4 separate regions of the Mus musculus genome follow, and regions 2, 3 and 4 are each linked to region 1. Evidence: chromatin contacts called from public HiCAR-type and promoter capture Hi-C data. All regions are on one chromosome and are shown on one strand. Each heading gives the region's core, a stretch centred on a gene start, on an enhancer-like site or on the middle of the called end of the contact. The rest is flanking DNA. Distances are from core to core; before and after follow the strand shown. Region 1 holds the start of Zfp558 (zinc finger protein 558). Region 2 holds the start of Slc36a4 (solute carrier family 36 (proton/amino acid symporter), member 4). Region 3 holds the start of Zfp266 (zinc finger protein 266). Region 4 holds the start of Zfp426 (zinc finger protein 426).

Region 1 (3,760 bases), core at 690-3,189:
AAAACCAAAAAAAAAAAAAAAAAAAAAAACCAAACAAAAAAACCCAATGTCTTTAGTGTCTTTTTTCTTAGAATGTACACTCCATGACAGGACAAAAATCTGTTTTGGGCTTCATGCATTAGACCAGGGTCCAGCTCATGAAAGTGACCAACTATCCCAGATTGTCTGGACTTCTCTGAATCCTCAATGTCCTCTGCTCTAGAAAATTCTTCAGCCTTGAATAAAATGAGCGTCTTGATCATCCTAACCTGTGTAATAATGAATTTCATTACACAATTACCAAATATTCCTGTAATATAATTACAGGAAAGCTAAAATAAAAAAAAAACGCCATGAGTAGGAATGCACCTCAGTAGTAGAGCATCGGCCTAACTGGTGCACAACAAGTGTTTGGTCCCCAGATTTTCATAAAAGAAATCAAATACATACAGCTAATAAATACCTCCTGTATTACGAAAAAAATCATACTGCTATTTCAGAAATTCAGAATGCTCAATTCCTATTAGGAAGAAAGGTAGCGCTGGGTGGTGGTGGCGGCGGTGCACGCCTTTAATCCCAGCACTTGGGAGGCAGAGGCAGGCGGATTTCTGAGTTCGAGACCAGCCTGGTCTACAAAGTGAGTTCCAGGACAGCCAGGACTACAAAGAGAAACCCTGTCTCAGAAAAAAAAAAAAAAAAAGAAAGGAAGGAAGGAAGGAGACTACCTTGTTCTTTGATACTCTTCTAAATATTTTCAATCTTATAAACATCTAGTAGCTACTCAATTTTTAAAATTTCTGCTCCTAATGTAAGGACACTCAAGACATCATTTTCATATATGCCTTTGTATTCTAAAACGTCATGACAATTTGCAGGTTTTTAGGAGTCACATGGAATGCGCTTGAAGAGTGCCACTGAGTACTTCTAACATTTACTTCAGACTTGTAAGTACTAAAAATAGACACAAATATTTCATATATTTGTACTTAATATAATATTCTGAAAATTTTGGTATAAGTATACAAAAAATTCTGCATTTATATGCTTATTCATGGCTAATTACTTTTATTTTGTGTAATTTGCATTTAACTATATTTACTTTTCACACACCTTTGTATCCATCCCTTGAATATAACCCATCAAATATTAATACAGCTTCTTGAGATAACCCTCATTTTAAACAGGTTGCAATCTTAGAATTACAACCTGTTACAAGCAGAAGAAAAGGAGTTCTACACTGCAGGATCAGGTGGAACCCCATTGTTTCATATTCCACATCGTACTCACCTGGTTACATGAAATTAATAGATTAATGAGGGCAGGTGGACATTCAGGCGTTTTCAACACAACATTGAGGGTCCAACACAAGTTTGAGTTTGCATGATGTTTTTCTTGTCTGGAAAATAAGGCACAAAGATTGATGAGTCCTTTTATGGAAAGCATTCAAACTGTGACAGAAAAAAACAAAACCTTTCATTGCCCCTCGCCACGTGTATCTACACAGTTAACGTGTAATAATAGCCCAGGTTTTGGCTGTGTAAAAGGAATTACCTAATATCTATGCAGGCACAAACTCAGCAGAAGCTGGAATGATGTGTCTATTCAATTGCTCAATGTATTGACTAGAGAGAGCTCTTTTGGTGATTTCCACGTGCAGTAAACGTAGAGGTCCTAAAGGTGATGGGGCTGAATGAACTTCACAGAGCTGGAAGGATTTCCACCCTCAGCACATGTGCTAATTCGCCCTGAACGCACCTTGCAGCTCAGGAGATAGAACAGGACCCGCTGGCTGACCATCCCTCAGCTCGCCTGCCACGCCCCCCTCTGTGAGAACAAAAAGCATTCCCAGGGCTGCGAGCTGGAAGAGCTCGGGTTTTATCGCTGGCTGCGGAAGCAGCCTGGGGCTTTCGGGAGGTAGCAGGAGTCCAGGGCCACTAGGCAGAGGGCGCTCCCGGCTGGCGCTCTTTCTCAACTCGACTAAAAACCCGTGTACACACACCGAGTCGCCCTTCCCAGCCGCCGAAGACGCCCACCCCAAGATCGACCACATCCGCTGCGCTGACTCCTCCTTCAGTTCCGCCCCGCGCTTCCACTTCCGGCCCTGAGCGCCGCCTCGAGGTTCACTTCCGCCCAAAAGTTTGTCCGGGTTTTAGGGCAGATTACACGTCTGTGGTCCCCTTCGTATTGTACGTGTTCTTCCCAGTTTGTTTAGTGACTGTGTACATAGTTGGATTTTGGGATAGGTCAGCTAAAGAGACCAGGGCGACCCTGGGAACTGTAAGAGGACGGACTATGGTAGAACCTGGAAGCGCAAGCTTGGGGGAGCTTGTGTAATAGCTGGGAAAAAGTTCTGAGGAAGTGGCTAGGGTGAGGATTAGTTCTGGGGCAGGTGGGCAGAGATAAAGTCATGAGTGAACGGAGTTGACAAGGGGTGGAGATTAGTTTCAGGGGTGGACATATGGAATAGTGTATGGTATGAAGTATGATTGCTACTGTCCCAAGGAATTTGAGAGGCTGGTTACTGGGATAGGAATATGGATGGGATGTTGTGAGTCCTGTGGTCCTACGGAATATAAAAGATCACCCCCAGGGGTGGAACTGGAGGTAACCCTCCTTGGATCATGTCAGAATGCCGTCTATGAAGTGAAAATGTGTAAGAAGAATTCTGACTGCCAGTGAGAGAGCCAGGCAAGAGTCCTGTGACCTCTAAGTACAAAATCGTTCTTGGAATGGGGATTCCTGTCCCTCCAGGGTGTAGTAAATAGGAACGGGTGTACTTCAGATTGTCTTACTAGTCAGAAGATGTCTTCAAGCACATGCTGTCCTTAGGACTGTATGCAGTTCTTAACCTGTGGGTCATGACCCCTTGTGGAGTAGGAGGTTAAATGACTTTCACTGAGATCTCCTAAGACTGTAAGAAAACAGGTATTTACATTACTATAACAATGGCAAAATTATCTGGGCAGTGCTGGTGCATTCCTTTAATCCCAGCACCTTGGGAGGCAGAGGAAGGCGGATTTCTGAGTTGGCTGCCAGCCTGGTCTACAGAGTGAGTGTCAGGACAGCCAGGGCTACACAGAGAAACCCTGTCTCGAAAAAACAAAACAAACAAACAAACAAAAAAAACCCACCAAACCAAACAAACAGAACAAAACAAAAACAAACAAACAAACAAAACAATGGCAAAATTATAGTCATGACGTAGCAACGAAAATAATTTTATGGTTGGTGGTCACCATAGCATGAGGAACTGTATTACAGGGTCACAGTTACATTAGGAAGGTAGAGAACCATTGATATACAGCTCATGGTAAACTCACGAGAACGGGTCTTGCCTTTGTGACTCTGTACAGCTTTAATTCGCATGAGCCTTTTTCTTTTCTTGATGAAAGGCATTCTAACAGGAAGATAAAGATTCCTGCTATGCTATTGGGTATATACTACAAGAAAAAAAAAGTCAGTGTTCTAATTTGATTTCTACTACTGTGATAGAACATTCTGGCAAAAAAAAAAAAAAAAGAAAAAAGAAAAGAAAAGAAAAGAAAAACAAGAAAGAAAACAAAAGCCCCCTGAGGAAGGAAGGAAGGAAGGGCATCCTAATCACAGTTCATCGCTGAGAGAAGTCTGGGCAGGAGAACTAAAACAGGAGATGTAGAGAACACTGCTTACTGTATTAAAACCTTAGGTTGTTTAGCTTACTTTCTCATACATCCCAAGATTTCTTCCTCAGAATAGCACTGCCCATGGTATAATGGATTCTCCCACATCAATTCTAATCATT
Region 2 (3,760 bases), core at 781-3,280, 2.8 Mb before region 1:
TTAGATGTTCCCCCAAACCGGAGAAAACTCTCTTTGCCCAAGTTTACATTTTCAGACTCTTCCTTAATTTCAGCATTTCTTTTGTCTCTTTCTGGCACTCCAGGTGGACTGACATCTCTTGAGATACAGCTGTGGTCTGGGACCCTGTCAGGATCCTATCCTGCATCGGATTCTTGGTTTTTTGCTTGGTGTGTTTTCTAACTAGGTTTACTGCTGGTAGACTTACCCCTGGTGGGTTTATTCAGGCAAAGCACTCCTCCAGGCATAGACAGAGCACACGAGATGTCCAGGCTGAGCTTTATGTTATACTAAAGTGTGTCTGTATTATCCTTTCATTATATCCACAGTTTCGATAGGCATAGTTTTAGCCAGTGTATTTTCCTCGAAATAGTGGAGTCCAACACCTCATCGAGCCCTAGCTGTTGTTAGCCATTGTTTGGTAGGCAGGTGAACTTTAAGCCAAGGAGCCTCTTCCCAATGGCATTTAGTATTTAAACCGAAGGAAGTTTTAGCATCTTTCTCTTTCATTTTTCTAACATTTTATAATAATATTTCTTGGCTTCGGTTAATTTTCGCTTGCTGCACTGGGAGGTCAGTGCTCTGCTCAGTTCTGGAAACAAACACCCTTGGATGACAAGTGTTCTTCAGCTCTGATGTGTAGTTGCTGCCTTTCTCTCAACTTCCTGACTAGAGAGTCCAGAGCTGCTGGACGGATCCCAGACCTCAGTTTCCCTTGTCCGTTGCTCTGCTTTTGGCTGCTGCGTCCTCACCTTTCCGAGCCATTCTAGTTTTCTTTTGTAAATGTGCAGGTTGTATTTTGCAAAGTTGATACAATTCTAGATATATCTGAAATGAGAGAACCCCAATTGAGAAAATGCCTCCATATTGGCCTGAGGACAAGCTTGTGGTAGTATTGTCTTCATTGATGAAGGGCCCAGCTCAGTGCCGGCAATGAGGAGCCGTTTCTGGGTGCTATAAGAAAGCAGTGTGAGCAAGCCACACAGAGCAAACCAGTAAGCAGCATCCCTCCATGGCTTCTTCAGTTCCTGACCTGAGTTCCTGTCCTCACAGTGATGGACTTCCAATTGAAGTGAACTCTTTCCACCTCAAGTTGCATTGGGTCAATGGTGCTTTATCATAGCAATAGAAACCCTAACTAAGGCAGTCCATGCCATATATTTATTTAAAAAAAAAAAAAAAACCTCTGTTAGCACAGTGTGGAGCCTTTTCAAAGTAAGTTAAACTCACGCACCATTGTCTTTCTTAGCTTTCAGTTGGATGAGTCAGTCACGAAGAGTAAACAAAGATATTGCAGTAAAGGTCATGTTGTTAGCAACAGTGAGGGCTCTTCCAGGTACTGTCATTGCATTTCCTAGGTCCACCCATAGAGTTGTTCCGATGATAGGGAGAAGGTGCCCCTCCTTCTGGAAGTCAGCAGATAGTGAAGCCACTTTAAAGTTGAAAGTAGGCAATACTTAATAGGCAGGCTGAAACGGTTTCCGCAAGCCAGCTTCGTATGCAGACTGAGAATCCCTGCTGCAGTGGCAGATCCCTCCCCTGCCTTCATTGGCTTACTGTTGTTGTTGTTGTTGGTGGTGGTGCTACCGAAGGGTCTTACCCTTTGTGTGGACAGTGGCACAGTGACTTACAGACTGCATTGCGCTGTCTCTCATATGACCAAAGAACCATATGACAATGTAGTGTAGTGCCTGATAGTGGATGTCGACACTTCCCTCTTTGCCTTAACCCTAGTGTTAGCTGTCTTTAAGATGCCAGTGCAGGAGCCTACATCTAGCTGCGTTTGTTAGTGTCAATTGGGGTGGAGGAACACTGCCAGTCGGTCGTCGGGAGTTGCAGTCTGCCTGCTTTCTGCGTGGTCCGAGGCCCTTTCTTCCGGCATGCGAAGCCCGGGGATTCAGAGGATCGCTCCTCAGCTTGTAGGCGCCGCGCCTGTCACCCCGAGGCGCAGACCCGCGTGGGCTACGGTCAAGGCCAGCCCGGGCCCCGCCCCTCGGGGCGGCTCTGCGCATGCTCGGCGGTGCGGCCGGCAGAGCGGGCGGCGGCGACCTGGAGACCCCCGAGGGATGGAAGCGCCGGCGCCGGCGGAGACGGCGGGATGCGAGGAGCTCGGTGGGTGTCTGCCGGCCTGACCCAACCCGGGGCGTGGGCGTCTCCCGCGTTCGCAGTGAGGGCGCGTCGGCCTTCGCGTCCGCTGCGGCGGCATCCGGGCTCCCGGTGTCTCGCGCGCCTGGCCGTGGGGGGGGTAGGGGGTGGGGGTGTCTCTGCGCGCGCACTGAGCACTAGGGTGGCGGGATGGCGGGATGGCGGGGTGACGGCGTATGCAGAGACTCCAGGCAGAGGCTGGTGGGTCCCAGGACCCTGGCTGGCGTGAGTTCCTCTAGGACCAGCACAGAACAGTGGTCCCCAGGCCTGGCGGGGCCTTGCAGGTCGCTGCACCGAGTGTGAGGTCTGTCTGCCTTTGAGTTGTCAGTCTTTGTATGCCTGTCATTCTGTCCATCTGTCTGTCCACGGGCCTGTGCTTGTAGCACTGTGCGTCAGTGCGGGGAGTCGCCCCGTTTGTCCACGTCAAAGGGAGGCGGGAACTGCTGCCACTCTGTTTTTTTCCAGGATGCTTTAAGGAAGTTATCATTGTTTTCTTTTCTGAGCCTGGATCTCAACTCTGGGCATCTCCAGCTGAAGCCTCCGTTGACTCCTCGCTGCGCAGCTGTTCTAACGGGACATTGCTGCCTGAAAAATAGCACGTACCTGGGCTCTGACAGGCCCTGAGCGCTCTGTTTCCATGGTTTTGGAAGGCTTGCTTCTGTTTACTACTGCCAGAAAGAAAACAGAAGCCAGGATCAGGATAGAAAGATGTCCTCCTAGCAGCACACTGTGTTAAGAAATATTTCTTAAAGAAAGAGATTAAATTAAAACATACTTTGAAGTAATTTATAGACTGGCATGCCTATAATAATGTGCCAACACTTCATGGTTGTTTTCAACAAAGGTAGAAATTCTAAGTCTAACTTTCATTGAGAACAGACTGTCAAGCAGGGTGCTGTATACTATGCTAGCCAATGACTACTTGATCCACACTAGAATTCAGGGAGGCAAGTTCTTTTGTCTTGCAATTGTTCTTGCCTAAGGCAGGGCCTTGTTACTACAAACTCAAGTTTATGAGACTCTTCAGTTCAACCCATGTTGTTGAGCTGTGAGGAGATTGGCAGGAGCGGGATAGTATGTTATCATTAGCATGTATAAAGCTGGTGTGGTAGCAGTACACACTTGCAAACCCAGTGTTATGGGGCTGAGGCAAGCGGGCTGTCAGCCTATGCCACACAGTGAGTTCTAGGCCAGTGTGGTCCACACACTGAGGTCCTGACTCTGCCCTGCCCTCTGGAAAAGTTCATCTTTTCACTCAGCAGTTTTATGTGTAGACAATTTCTCAAAGTAAATCATGCAGTTAAACTGTATCAGGCTGAGAGGATGGTTAAGAGGGTAAGAGCAGTTCCCATGCAAGACCAACGACCTGAACTGGGACTCCCAGAACCCATGGAAAGCAGTAGAACATGGGAGACAGAGGCAGGACAGTCGCTCATGTGCTTGAATGCCAGCTGCAAAGCTCAGCATCGGAGAAGAGAGAGTCCCTGCCTCAAGCAAGGTGGGAGGGAGAATAGCGTCCCCACAGTTAGCATCCGGCAGACCCCTTGTACACACGCTGGGCCACAAGTGCTTCCACAGACACACAGCGCACACACAA
Region 3 (3,760 bases), core at 756-3,255, 2.0 Mb after region 1:
AATGGAGTTTAACCCGTTAAAAGGCTGTGGATATAGCTCAGTGACAGAGCACTTATTTACCATGTCCAAGGCCCCAGGTTCGCCACCTAGACTCTGTCTCAGTCTCTGTCTCTGTCTCTGTCTCTGTCTCTCTCTCTCTCTCTCTCTCTCTCTCTCTCTCTCACACACACACACACACACCTTACCTTTGTGTACTCTCATATAACAAAGGTGTATTAACTCAAAAACTCAGTAGACTGTATGAACTTCCAAAGCTCTCATCAATTGGTAATACAGTTATTCAGGACTGTAAGAACAGGCTTAAGCTAGATTTTTGTCACTACCTCCCTTCACTGGTGTGCTGAAGCTGAAACCCAGGGCCTCACACATTCTAGGCAAGAGCTATATACCACTTCACTCAGAAATCCAAGCATCAGTTAGTCTACAGTGAAAAAAAATCAAAAATGGAGAAAAAAATTTAAATGGAGAAAAATGCCAACAGAAACAAACCATCGAAATGCGAAAATGCATACCTCCTTAAAAAGTTACTATAACAAACAACATGACCTACCCTAGGTTCAAAGATCCTAAAAAGGTATCTGAAAATTTCAATATAAGAACCTTAAAATGGGGGTTGAAGACTTAGTTAAAAGTACATACGGCTCTTCCAGAACCAGAGATCTGGTTCCCAGCACCACACCGGCACCGCACCAGGTGGCTCACAACCTCCTGTAACGCAGCTGTAGGGAGCCAAGGCCCTTTGTGACATCCAGGGGCACTGCACTCAAGGCAGAAACCCACACCCCACACATAAACAGATAACAACTTAAAATAGATTAAATAACAGCAAAAATGCCTTAAAGAGGTCTTGGTTTATAGCTCAGTAAGAGAGCTTACTAAACATGCACAAAGCCCTAGATTCAATTCCCACTATTAGAAAAACAAAGAAACTTTGAAAAGATCTTAGATGCAAAAACACCCAAAAACTTATAACAATGAAGAATTCTGATTTCACACAAAGAAGATATTAGATAATATTAATTTTTTATTATCTTGGCTGAAAGATCAGTATTTACGGTCTTACTGGGTCAGTATCTTCTTTTTTTTTTTTTTTAGAAAATGTATTACCCCGTTATGTAAAAAAATCATGCCTGAAATTCCCAACCTATTCTCAAATAGTTCAACATAAACTGTATTTTAATTTTCCTTGAAAAACCAACCAGTTTAATCAGTACTAACCTAACAAAGCCTCCATTTTTTAAAGTCTGCAAGGAGGCACAGGCCTACAACATTCAGACAATAGCTAACTATTTGGGCTAGGGTGTAGCTCAGCAGGAGAGTGCTTAGCATCATGAGGCTCTGAGTTGCGGCCCCAGCATCAAATCAAGAGTAACTTGTTATCCTTACTTTTCTTCAACACAAAGACCCGGGTCTTTGTACGTTTATATTTATATACAGATAAATGCACTCTGCGAAAGTCTACAACGAAGTTGCCTTTTTAAAAAAATCAGAATGCAATGTGTCTCAGGTAAACATAGGTCCCACGAAAGCGAAATAATCGGATAAAGCATTCCTTTCCATACACACACAAAAAGAAAAACAAGAGGAAAAGGCTGCCCTCACCCACCTTTCAGCCAAAGCTCGGCTCCCCCAAACAGAATCGCCCGGTCCAAGAATGGAAAATGCAGCGTCTCAATGTGATACCAATGGCGAAAAGTCTATTCTTTCTGGGGAGGAAAATAATTCCACGAAGGTTACTTTACACCGGCTTTAGAAGAAAGGTGGGTGCAAACAGCTCAGGGCTGAGTCGGGATGCGCACTCGGGCCGCGGCACCCGGGAAGGCTGCAGAGCCCGGGAAGCCGCGGGACCCCGCGAGCAGAGCTCGGCCCGCCTCCCCGCACAGGCCTACCGAGTCCTCGCCCTCCCCGCGCCGCCCCCGCAGCTCCTCACCGAATCCTCACCGAGCGCTGCGTGGAGAGCCCTCGGACAAACGCCGAGAAGGACTCAGAGCTCGGAGAAAAGGGGGGGCTGGCCGTGACGTCACTTCCATTTCCGGCTCGGAGTTCTCAGCCACGTTGGAGCTCTCCAAGCTGGAGAGAAAAACTTGTTTGTTCCAGCGTCCCGACAGTTGCACCCTTTTTCGGGTGGGTTCATAAGGGGCGTTGAGACAGGAAAAGAGCCGAGAGGTCGAGATCAGAAGCGAGACCTTGAAGGGGGAGCAGTGCGGGGGCGGGGCGAGAGGCGGGACCAGGCCGGGGTGCGCCTCGGTTGATGGCGGACCGGTGGGGCGAGGATGGGTGTGGGGACGCCCCGGTGGAGATGCTGCTGACAAAAGCTTTTCTCTCCCGCCTCTCCCTCACGCTCGCGATGCCCTTAGCCATGTTGCACAATCTGCCAACCCAGGAAAAATGATCCGTTTGGTCCATTCAGTTAGTGCTGTCTCCAGACACCTTTATGTCGACCTGTCTTTGTGTGTCTCTGGACTCTGCTAACACCTCAGTCCTTGATTCCATCACGTTTTCACCACCCAGGGCTGTTAGTAGAGCCCGGACTAGCATCACGAAGCCCTGGGATCCATCGCCAGTACCGTAGATGGTACTAGTGGTGCTTGGGAGAAGAAGACAAAGTTCAAGGCCATCCTTGGCTACATAGTAAATTCAAGGCCAGTCTGTCTGGGATACATGAAACCCTGTATCCAAAATGCTTAGTTCCTAACATCTTTTCCTGATTTTTCGTGATAATGGGGTGTGTGTATGTGTGTGCATGGTTTAACAGAGTAAGCAGGCATGTACATGGCAATGTATGGAGGTCAGGGGACAACTTTCAGGCGTCCGTTATCACCATGGGTTTCAGCAATGGAAGTCAGCTTCTCTTTCACCCACTGAGCCAGCTTTTTGGCCCAAACGACTTAATTTTTAGAGACAGTTTAACAGCTTGGGTGTTTTCTATTTTTGGAATAATTCAGAGTAAAACTAGGTCAGGCATAGTGATATGCACCTTTAACAGCCCTCAGGAGGCAAACACAAGTGGATCTCTGTGAGTTCAAGGCCAGAAAGAGTTATAAACTACTTCATAGTTTCACATGGATCCTATATGGATACTAGCTTTGTGTGTGTGTGTGTGTGTGTGTGTGTGTGTGTGTGTGTGTGTGTCTCATATGGCTGTGACTGTGAATATAAGACATGAACCTAGAAAGGGGACCATGAATGGGAGATCAAAAGATGTTTTAAAGAAATGGAGAAGTTGGTCTGGAGAGATTGCTCAGTGGTTAAGAACCTTTGTTGCTCTTCCAAAGGACCCTGGTTCAGTTCCCAGTACGCATATGGCAGCCTACAAGTGTCTGTAACTCCTTTTCCAGTATACCTGATACCTCTTTTGTTCTCCATGGACATGAGACAAGCATGCAATGCCCAGACATACATGCAGGAAAAGCACCCATACATCAATAATAATAATAAATAGAAATAAAGGCATTAAATTGGGAGGAAGAGAAGGGTACATTTTGGGGAGGTGGGAACTGTGGAAGGAAATGACAGTCAACCAAAACAAGGTATGAATAGAAATGCCTAATGAAACCTTGTTGCTCTGCTGACTAAAAAACAGGCAAGGGGCCAGGCGTGGTGGCACACGCCTTTAATCCCAGCACTTGGGAGGCAGAGGCAGGCGGATTTCTGAGTTCGAGGTTAGCCTGGTCTACAAAGTGAGTTCTAGGACAGCCAAAAAAAGCATGCAAGGGGCTAGAGAGATGGTTCAGCAGTTAAGAGTTCTTGCAGCTCCTTC
Region 4 (3,760 bases), core at 469-2,968, 2.0 Mb after region 1:
TTATGTGGTACTAGGAACTGAACCTAGGGGTCTGTGGATAACACACAAACACTCTATCAACTGAGCTGAATACCCAAATAACTCTATTCTTTAATTTTCTTGATTGAATCTAATAATATTTTGCTTTCAGTAAGACAATGTCCTAATCTAGGTGGTACATTACCAAGTATTTAACAGTCAAGTGTTGTATCTATTATTGTTTATTCGGAGATAGGGGTATAACTATGCAGACTGGACTGGCCTGAAACTATGTAACTATCCTGGCATAGAAATCATGTTCTGGGGCTGGAGAGATGGCTCAGTGGTTAAGAGCACTGGCTGCTTTTCCAGAGGTCCTGAGTTCATATCCCAGCAACCACATGGTGGCTCACAACCATCTACAATGAGATCTGATGCCCTCTTCTGGTGTGTCTGAAGACAGTGACAGTGTGGTCACATATATAAAATAAATAAATCTAAAAAAAGAAAGAAAGAAAAGAAAAGAAATCATGTTCCTATTGCTCCAACTCCTGAGATCACTGCTATGTGCTACCATGTTGCCCTTTATTTTCAGTTTACATCTTAGCAAACAAGTCACCATACAATATATCTTGCTGGGGAAAGAGTAGACACGGACTGCTGCAAGAGGTGACTGCAGCATAACAGATACTGGACCATCAAATATGCTAGTACGTCTAAGTTTTTTTTAAAAAGAGAAATGGGGGGGGGGGGATTGTTGGGGAGAGAACACTAATTTATCAATCTTCTTAATAGTTAATTCTATGATTTTTAATAATCTAGCTTTCCACATTTCTTCTGTGAGCTCCAAGCAGTTTAGTGATGAACAGATCTAAGAACGAAGAGAAAAGTATGTGTATCACGCACAAGGCCCTGAATGGACCACTAGCACAGAGAGATAAAGGGATGAGGAAACAAACACAGGCCTAGGAACTTTGGAGGTGGAAAAAAGCTCACTATTATTGTTTGTTAGGTTTTTGCTTGTTTGTTTTTTAATAAATACAGTATTTCACCACGTAGCACTGGTTGGCCTGGAACTCATTTTGTACACCAGACTAGCCAAGAACTCACAGAAATCCTTTTGCCACCTGTGTGCCGTGAGTAAAGGCTTGCCCGCTAGGTTTTTATGAATGGGCTGGAGGTCTACCAATGTTTATATTCTCTCAAGAAAGACGTACATTCGAAGTAACTAAGAAATTTGTCTCTGTATCTGAAACTAATGGTCAAAATAAAACACGCACTCACTAAATAAAGTACAATCTAACAATATGAATTAAGTTCTCACCCCGACATTCGTCTCTAATATTTTTTTAAAAGGGAATACGGCTTTTTCCAAAAGCGACCTTTCACTGAGTGCTCACCAGAGGCGCTGAAATCGCAAGGTGTATGGCGCTGATCACTCCAACTACTCCGGCAAAATTTCATTTCTGAGGAGAAAAATAAAAGAGCCTTTCGCACAGAATTTGCTTGGGCGGCTTTTGAAGAGCAGCATCGTAGCCGCAGCCATCGCCAGGCCCGCCCTCTGGGCACTTCCCCAGCCTGGCGACTGACAGCCAGAGAGGACTCAGGCTTGGCCGCGCCCGGAGGCGCCGTGGCAAGCGGAGCAGAGCTCTGCACTCTCGTTCTCTATCTCCCCCTCCGCCTCCAGGTAGTCCTTGTACCGCAGAACTCACGAATGCCAGGCAACTCCGCAACTCTTCAGTGCAGATAAGAGCCGGAAGAGACGGGCGCGGGCATGACGTCACTTCCGCTCGCGCTCGGTCTGCTGCAGAGCCAGGCCCGGGAGTCTACCTCGGTTGAATTCCTGTCAGATTTCTAGTTTCTCCGCAGTGTCAGGGCGGAGGGGCTGTAAGGGCTTCACCGCGGGAGCTGGAGGCCGACGCTGGTCTCCAGGACAAGACAGAATTAGAATCCAGGCTGTGAGCCGGGCAACGGTGGTGCCAGGACCAGTAAGTCCTTTAACCACAGGGTTTCTTGTGGGTACCCAGCGTCCGCTCAGGAAATTTTTTTGCCTGCCATCGCTGCATTCTTAGAACCCTTGCTTTCTAGTGCACCCTAGTCCAGTAGGAAACAGAAGGCAGTCTCGCTTCCGTAATCATCTAGACCTCTCAAGATGTTGAAATTGTATTTCGTAGGCTGCGACCATAAAGGGTGCTTCAACAGATTTACCCTACCTAAGCCCATTCCACCAGCCTCAGGAGCCCAATGGAAATAACTGGGTTTCTGACTGAGAATCCTGAAGTAGTTACTGGGTGGGTCTTGAACTCGTCTTAACCGCGTATCTGCATCTTTCCCAGCAACTGTTTTCCCAAGTCCCCGGTTCTATTGAATGCCCTAAGCAAACAGTAAGCTCAAATCCGGGTTTTTGTCATCTCAAGTCACAGGAAAAATGCCCAGTCACTCAGATTCGACACTCCTGGTTACTGATGGTCCCTAATAACATGAATGAAGAGCCAGTTTAACCACGCAACAGTTGAGAGGCTGAAAACTGTAATGTTACTAGGCTGAATTCTGCTGACATCTGTTGGTCAATGCGAGTCAAAGAGAAATGAAGCTATAATCACTTTCTGACGAAAGTAAAAGCATTTATGGCCCTGATCTATTACAGGATGCAAGATCAGTTTGTCAAGAGACCCATTTACCCTCTCTGCCATGAACTTGCTCAACCAGGGGCTTGCGTTGCTTCAGAAACAATATGCCAGTATGACTTCTCAGTGAAAAGGCAGACTTTCTTACTGCACACTTAGAGCTCAAGGAAAAGCTCTTTACTAAAGCACATGGCCAAATATGAGTTGACCTCAAATGTAATTATATATACCTTAGAGTTAGGCATTTTACACACACTCATCCTTAAAACCTCTAGGTCCCAGCCCCTGATTAGACTTTGAACAATTTAAGAGACAGGAGACTACAAGTCTAGCCACTTGGTCAGATGGGTTATTTACACAAAAATATTGCCAAGATTATTTAAGTACACCAGTGTTGTTCTTTTCAAATAGATCTGACCCAGGGTCATGTTGCCCAGCTGGCAAAAAAAAAAAAAAATTTTTTTTAAAGAAAGGAACTGGGGTGTGGGCTGGAGAGATGGTTCAGCGGTTAAGAGCACTAACTGCTTGTCTTAGTGTCAGGGTTTCTATTCCTGCACAAACATCATGACCAAGAAGCAAGTTGGGGAGGGAAGGGTTTCAGCTTACAATTCCACACTGGACTGGAACTCAAGCAGGTCAGGAAGCAGGAGCTGATGCAGAGGCCATGGAGGGATGTTTCTTACTGGCTTGCTTCCACTGGCTTGCTCAGCTTGCTTTCTTATAGAACCCAAGACTATCAGCCCAGAGATGGCACCACCCACAAGGGGCCTTTCCCCCTTGATCACTAATTGAGAAAATGCCTTACAAGTGGATCTCATGGAGGCATTTCCCCAACTGAAGCTCCTTTCTCTGTGATAACTCCAGCCTGTGTCAAGTTGACACAAAACTAGCCAGTACACTGCTCTTCCGAAGGTCTTGAGTTCAAATTCCAGCAACCACACGGTTGCTCACAACAATCCGTAATGAGATCTGACGCCCTCTTCTGGGGTGTCTGAAGACAGCTACAGTGTACTTACATATAATAAATAAATCTTAAACAAAAAAACTGAGAACATTATGGCACACCAGGACTCAACATCCATTGTGAAAGTGATCTGTGCCCTTGAGCTGCATGTTAGAGATATGTTCTTTGGGGACTGGACTAATGGTTGTTCAATCCTAGTGAACAGACATTT

What was found. HiCAR-type assays count read pairs that join an accessible place to other places. Capture Hi-C pulls out chosen DNA fragments and counts their contacts.
Region 2: a promoter capture Hi-C map of adipose tissue shows a contact between it and region 1, with 4 times the contacts expected there. The contact joins the promoter of Slc36a4 here to the promoter of Zfp558 in region 1. A contact is called at or near these places in 4 of 39 promoter capture datasets (the 3T3-L1 cell line, cranial neural crest, maxillary cranial neural crest and 1 more) and 1 of 9 other capture datasets (adipose tissue).
Region 3: a HiCAR-type map of astrocytes shows a contact between it and region 1, with 7 times the contacts expected there. The contact joins the promoter of Zfp266 here to the promoter of Zfp558 in region 1. A contact is called at or near these places in 1 of 39 promoter capture datasets (second pharyngeal arch cranial neural crest) and 1 of 115 datasets of contacts at active chromatin or transcription factors (astrocytes).
Region 4: a HiCAR-type map of astrocytes shows a contact between it and region 1, with 4 times the contacts expected there. The contact joins the promoter of Zfp426 here to the promoter of Zfp558 in region 1.

What each region holds. Positions count from the first base shown.
Region 1 is chr9:18,471,620-18,475,379 of GRCm38.p6, forward strand. Zfp558 (zinc finger protein 558) reads right to left here and starts at 1,940. Exons shown (of 8, transcript NM_028935.1): 1 at 1,735-1,940; 2 at 1,267-1,375.
Region 2 is chr9:15,707,708-15,711,467 of GRCm38.p6, forward strand. It overlaps Slc36a4 (solute carrier family 36 (proton/amino acid symporter), member 4), which reads left to right and starts at 2,031. Exons shown (of 11, transcript NM_172289.5): 1 at 2,031-2,130. The coding sequence starts at 2,085.
Region 3 is chr9:20,519,414-20,523,173 of GRCm38.p6, forward strand. It overlaps Zfp266 (zinc finger protein 266), which reads right to left and starts at 2,006. Exons shown (of 9, transcript NM_001082485.1): 1 at 1,931-2,006; 2 at 1,607-1,706.
Region 4 is chr9:20,491,028-20,494,787 of GRCm38.p6, forward strand. Zfp426 (zinc finger protein 426) reads right to left here and starts at 1,719. Exons shown (of 9, transcript NM_001110309.1): 1 at 1,671-1,719; 2 at 1,359-1,424.